Linked DNA regions of Danio rerio: region 1 is linked to region 2. A link is a contact called in public HiCAR-type data. All regions are on one chromosome and are shown on one strand. The core of a region is the stretch at or near the end of the contact, and the rest is flanking DNA. Distances in the headings are between cores, read along the strand shown. Region 1 has its middle 75 kb from the start of fam204a. Region 2 has its middle 150 kb from the start of rab11fip2.

The links. HiCAR-type assays count read pairs that join an accessible place to other places.
Region 1: a HiCAR-type map of caudal fin shows a contact between it and region 2, with 4 times the contacts expected there. The contact joins two enhancer-like sites. A contact is called at or near these places in 1 of 18 Hi-C or Micro-C datasets (caudal fin) and 1 of 4 datasets of contacts at active chromatin or transcription factors (caudal fin).

What each region holds. Positions count from the first base shown.
Region 1 is chr13:22,836,214-22,838,913 of GRCz12tu, reverse strand. No RefSeq gene overlaps it. Among named protein-coding and RNA genes, the nearest start is that of fam204a, 75 kb to the left of the region's middle. Within about 2 kb of position 1,408, at least 2 of the 62 cell types and tissues checked have an H3K27ac peak or open chromatin away from gene starts, as enhancers often do. A contact at or near this core is called in caudal fin, where this site is marked.
Region 2 is chr13:22,606,524-22,609,319 of GRCz12tu, reverse strand. No RefSeq gene overlaps it. Among named protein-coding and RNA genes, the nearest start is that of rab11fip2, 150 kb to the left of the region's middle. Within about 2 kb of position 1,374, at least 2 of the 62 cell types and tissues checked have an H3K27ac peak or open chromatin away from gene starts, as enhancers often do. A contact at or near this core is called in caudal fin, where this site is marked.

The DNA.
Region 1 (2,700 bases), core at 159-2,658, 230 kb before region 2:
CTTGCCCAGTGCATATGTTACATATAAATACTAAAGGTCATTGAAATATTTAGGTTCCAACTGCAACAGTAATGAAACAGGTTTTTAAAGGCATAGTTCATCCAAAAACGAAAATGTGCTCACTATTTACTCACACTCAAGAGGTTCCAAAGCTTTATTAGATTCTTTAGTATATCAACTACAAAAAAGATAGTTTTAAGAAAGCTGAAAACCTGTAACATATGATAAACAAATACTATGGAAGTCAATAGTTAAGTTTTTGGTGTTCTACAGAAAAAGAAAAAAAAACTCAAAGAGGTTTAAAACAAGTGAAAGGGTATTACTATAATTGATGACAGCATTTTGTTTTTGGGTGAACTATCACTTTAGCACGTTGACTGTTAAAATAATTCAAAGAATGAATGGTTTACACACACAGCATTGTTGGTTTACATTAAAATAAAATAAAATAATCATCTTGCACTAATTCACTTGATTTTGGTTTTGTTGTAAAAAAAAAAAAAAAAAAAACATTTTAAATAAGAATCTGAAATATTTCATGGCATATTTAATAAAAATAAAGATGATTTAGTATTTAGAGATGTTTAGTTTTAAGTTTTTAAATAAATTGGTCTTACACTTCAAATTTTCAAATGTTTCATTGTATATGCATTAATTATTTTCTTTTACCATAAACCAACATATCAACCAACCGTTTAGTAGAGGTTGATATTTTAGAAATTATGGTATGTGTTGGAAAAAAATGCATTGAGTGTGTTAACTATAGGGACATTAGGAGTTAAGAACTGCAATCCTTTTTTTTGGTGGGGCTGCCATGGTTAAGATTTGCTCAAATAAGTAAACTTTGTACAAGTTGATTTTTTCAAGTTCTAAATGATTTTTTGGCTTGGGTTTAATTTGGCTAAATTAAGTTGAAATAGCATTGTTCAAGTGTATGAAAATGTGTCTCCAGTTAGACCAAGGATTTTATTCTTTGAGTGTCGGTCATTCTGAAGGCCACATCTCACACACAGATGTTTATTTCAACCCGAAAAAAAAGACAGCAAAAAATGCATCGAGGAACAGGTGGAGCACTTCTGGAGCACAGGTTCTCTGGGAAAGAGATATTCTCTTTCACTAGCATGTGTGTGCCAATTGCCCCTAGACGTGAATTAAATGTTCCCATCTGTAACCTTATAAGACGCAGCTTCGCTCGCAAGACCTGAGATCGATTTTGTGCACTTATTCTTTGAGAGGGAAAACGCAGAAGAAGCTCACCGGGGATCCGTTTTCAGGCGGATAATGGCATCGTGAAACAAGGGGGCAATATGGGGCAGCGCTTTCACACATTCTTACATCTTTATATCTGCATAACATGAACCATATTTACGGTCAGGAATCACAGCTGTACACACAGCAGGATCCATTCAGTCTGCTACATTTATACTGTGTGCTGTTGGTTTATTATACAAACAGCTGGACTGGAATAGATATTTTATCTCCAAGGAATCACGCATTACAGAAGTAAAAGTTTTTTTTGTATTGCAGTTTGTTTTTTTTTTTTTTTGACTTGCATTTGTAATGATAGGTTTCTGACTGACAAATGATCTTTGGCTCTGTTCCTCATGCTTGCGTAAGGAGGTTTTCAGTAAAGAGGGGGAGAGAGAGAGAGAGAGAGAGAGAGAGAGAGAGAGAGAGAGAGAGAGAGAGAGAGAGAGAGAGAGAGGTTTCGGGCTCTTCTGTGATTTTTAGATTATCATTTTAACCGGCTTCAGCCACTAGATGGGGTATGATAACCATGAAGAGATTCTTCAATACTTGCATACCCAGAGCTTTAGATCAGTGACTCCCAACTGGTTTTGCTTGAGGAGCAGCATTTTACATTGAACGTCATGGTGCGAAAAACAAATCATTTGTAAGTGTGGAGAATATTTACATTTATGAATAAAATGTAATATTATGTTTGTAAATCTATGATGAAATATTAATCGAAAATGATCAGTTTCCTCTGAATTATTGGACTTATATATGTATGGATTTAAAATTAAAATGATAATATACTTTAATACATAATAAGATTTTTAATATAAATGTCTGAAGGCTTTTCTTTCATATGGTCAATAAATTTGTTGTGATTGAAAATGAGTTATTCCATCAAATTTTACTATTTACACCAAGTTTTTTCTTACACTATAAAAAAAATCCTGGTTGTCTTATTTTTTTAAGCTAAATCAAATTAACCAGTCCATTGAACTTATATTATGTTAAACTGAGTTAAAACAGCTTGCGTAACTTATAGAATTAAGTTAGAACATGATGAACTTAGTTTAATAAGTTAAAATGAACTAACAGCATATGCTGTCATGTCTAATTGGTTATATAATTTTTTACAACTTCCTTGGGTTGCCTAAACATATTATAACATAATATAAACGCGAGAATGCATGACACTTTTTGCAAATTTCATGCAAATACAAATCTAAATAATTATAAATAATAATAAATATTTTTAATTTAATTTTATTTACTTTTTATTTTTTTTAAACCGATATGCTTAAATTCTTTACTCTTCTGTGTGCAGTTTAATTTTTTTTTTTGTCTTGTTTAGTTTTTCCACTATAACCGTCACTGTCTTTTGCACTTAGAAAGTAAAAGGAAAAAATGAAAGACATATTTCAGTTTCAGATTTTTTTTCACTGGTCTTGTTGGTGATTTATGGTT
Region 2 (2,796 bases), core at 125-2,624:
AACAAAACAACTTACGATAACAGTCCAAAAACTAGTACACCCGAATTTATGTTAAAGAAAAATAATTATTAAAATTTTTGAAAAGAGGAAAATCAGAGAAGCAAACAAATGGAAAGTTTTTGCTAAAAAATATGTAGGTTGTGATTTTTTATTTTTTTTGCTATATTTTTCTAGAATTTAAATGTATTATCTTTTAATTTCCAAGGTTGCATTAATTCGATCAAAACTACAGCCAAAACAGCAATATCATTAAATGTCATTGCAATGTAAAATCATGTTTTTTTTTCCAATTAAATTTACTATAATAATGCCTCTTGTACATTGTCATATTATTTTTTGGAAAAACCCTGTGTTATTAAATTATAAATAGAAAAAAAAAAAAATATATATATATATATATATATATATATATATATATATATATATATATATATATATATATATATATATATATATATATATATATATATATATATATAAACATCTAAAACATCTATAAAACAACAATAAACCTTAAAGGCAGCATTTGCAATTGGTACTGTATATATGTGGTGTGTGTGTGTGTGTGTATACTGTTTTATGGGGACATTACTTCATTCATTCATTCATTTTCTTAGTTTCTTTTTGGCTTAGTCCCTTTATTAATCTGGGTTCGACACACAGTGGAATGTACCACCATTGCCAAAACATAATGATGGAAAAAATAAAATGAAGTTATTTTGTAGACAGTAATTTCTATGCATGTATTTTTTATCCTAACCCTAAACCACCTTATCGGAAAACATTTAGCATTTTTACATTTTCATAAAAATATACCTTTAAAAGTTTATAAGTTTTAAGAAATAATCCAAAAATATATATGTGCAAACAGTATATGGGTGATATTCTGTATCATTTAGCTATTTTGTTTTTTCAGATCATCTTGATTACAAATGCAGCAGTGAATAACCCTTAAACCCACTTTCGAAAATAAATTCTTTGTTTTCAAAGATTCTTGCCTTCACAAACTCGAATCATTCTACCTCGCCTGAAGATGACTGAGGAATCAGGCACAATTATTAGGCAATTAAGGAAATTGTTTGTCAATTGTTGCATCTCGGTGTCAAACACAATGGCACTCGTTAATTAATTTAATCTTAATTAGTAGCTGGTGCTGGCTCACCATCAAAAAAAAATGATATGGACTCAGTGCTGGTTTCAGACATCATTATGTGTAAGATGATAACAACATATCAGCTACTACTAATGTTGGGGTTTTGTTCATGACAAGGCGGTTTGTGTTTCTGTAATTACAAACTCAGCTCGAGTGTTCCAATGTGCTGGAAAAAAAAAGTGAAAGAAAAAACAAAACAAAACCGAGGGGCAAGGCATTCCCAGCACGCCTACATTTGATCTGCGTTACCACCAGATTGCTTAACACTGCGCTGCTCTACTGTCAGACAGTTCAAGTCTATTTTGAGGAGGATCGATTATATTTTCCTGAGAAAATTGTGTGCAGTTGGAACCACAGTGTAGCTGGAGGCTGAACATTATGCAAAGAGGCAGTAACCCAACAAAAGAGTTTTTTTTTTCCTCTCCTTTTTTTTTCTTGTTTGAAGGGTCAGGTTGGGGAGCTCTTCTGATGGAGAAGAGAGTGGAGAATCTTGGCTTCTGGATTTATCTGGTGAGCGAAGCGTGAGGCACTTCTCTCCCTCTTCCCTCCATTTCTCCTCTATCTCTGGCACCAAACTTATCACAATAATGTTGAGTAAGATCGTTTTTGGCTTGTGCCTGACAAACTGATATAAATTTCAATCTGACTCTGACAGAAGTTTTCATTTTGCCAGGAGTGCAAAAAGAGTTAAGGGGAGAGACCGTATACACATTATGTGGATACATGCAGTAGCTTTAACAGTGGGAGGGAAAGTTTTTATTGAGGTCTAAATGAGATTTTTACTATTAAATTGATCTACACTGCTGATTTTTATGAATGTTTTGTACTTTATTTTTAAGATAATACTTAATTTTGATGGTCTCATTTAGATGATATGTTGATGTAAGCATCTACAGTACATGTCAAGTACTAATGTTACTACACTGTAAATATTAATTAACAGCTGATTGCATCTTATAAAACATGAGTGTCTTTTATGTGTCATTTATTTATGCCCTCAAATTGCACAATGTAACATTTATCTATGCTTATTTATATCTTGTTTATTTTGATGACTTTCTGCTGGCAAGTAAAAGCAGGCAAACTTAGCTTTTCCTTTAAAAATACATACAGATAACATTGCAAACAAATATATTATTTACTATTCAAAAATATTTATTTCTCATGCCAGGTCAGTAGTTGGCGATGTTGCTTTGTGAAGAACACCCAACATTAGCTCATTCTGAAAACTCTATATAGGCTCAATGTAGGCTCTATATACAAACTATATAGAGCAGTATGACGCAGTTCCTTTTAGTGCTTACCAGCTGACTGCCTACCTTCATACGGATGGCTTCTTTGCTATTACCAGTTTGCCAGGCAGCTCAAGAGATCTGAAAAAGCATACACGTCAGACTCTGGTGGATTCACGAAAACAAAAACTGCAAATAATGTAGCTCCTGGGATTTGGCACTATCCAGACATTTATATAGCGCATATACATTTTTAAAATGAGCCTGGGTTGGAAACACCACTTACCTATTTTGTACTCTGCTGTTATCATTGGTTTTCATAAGCCTGCAGACTGAACACATGATGCATCCCTGCAGGCACAGTACGTCAACATGCATCATATTGACATTGCACCCCAACATACCCTAAAG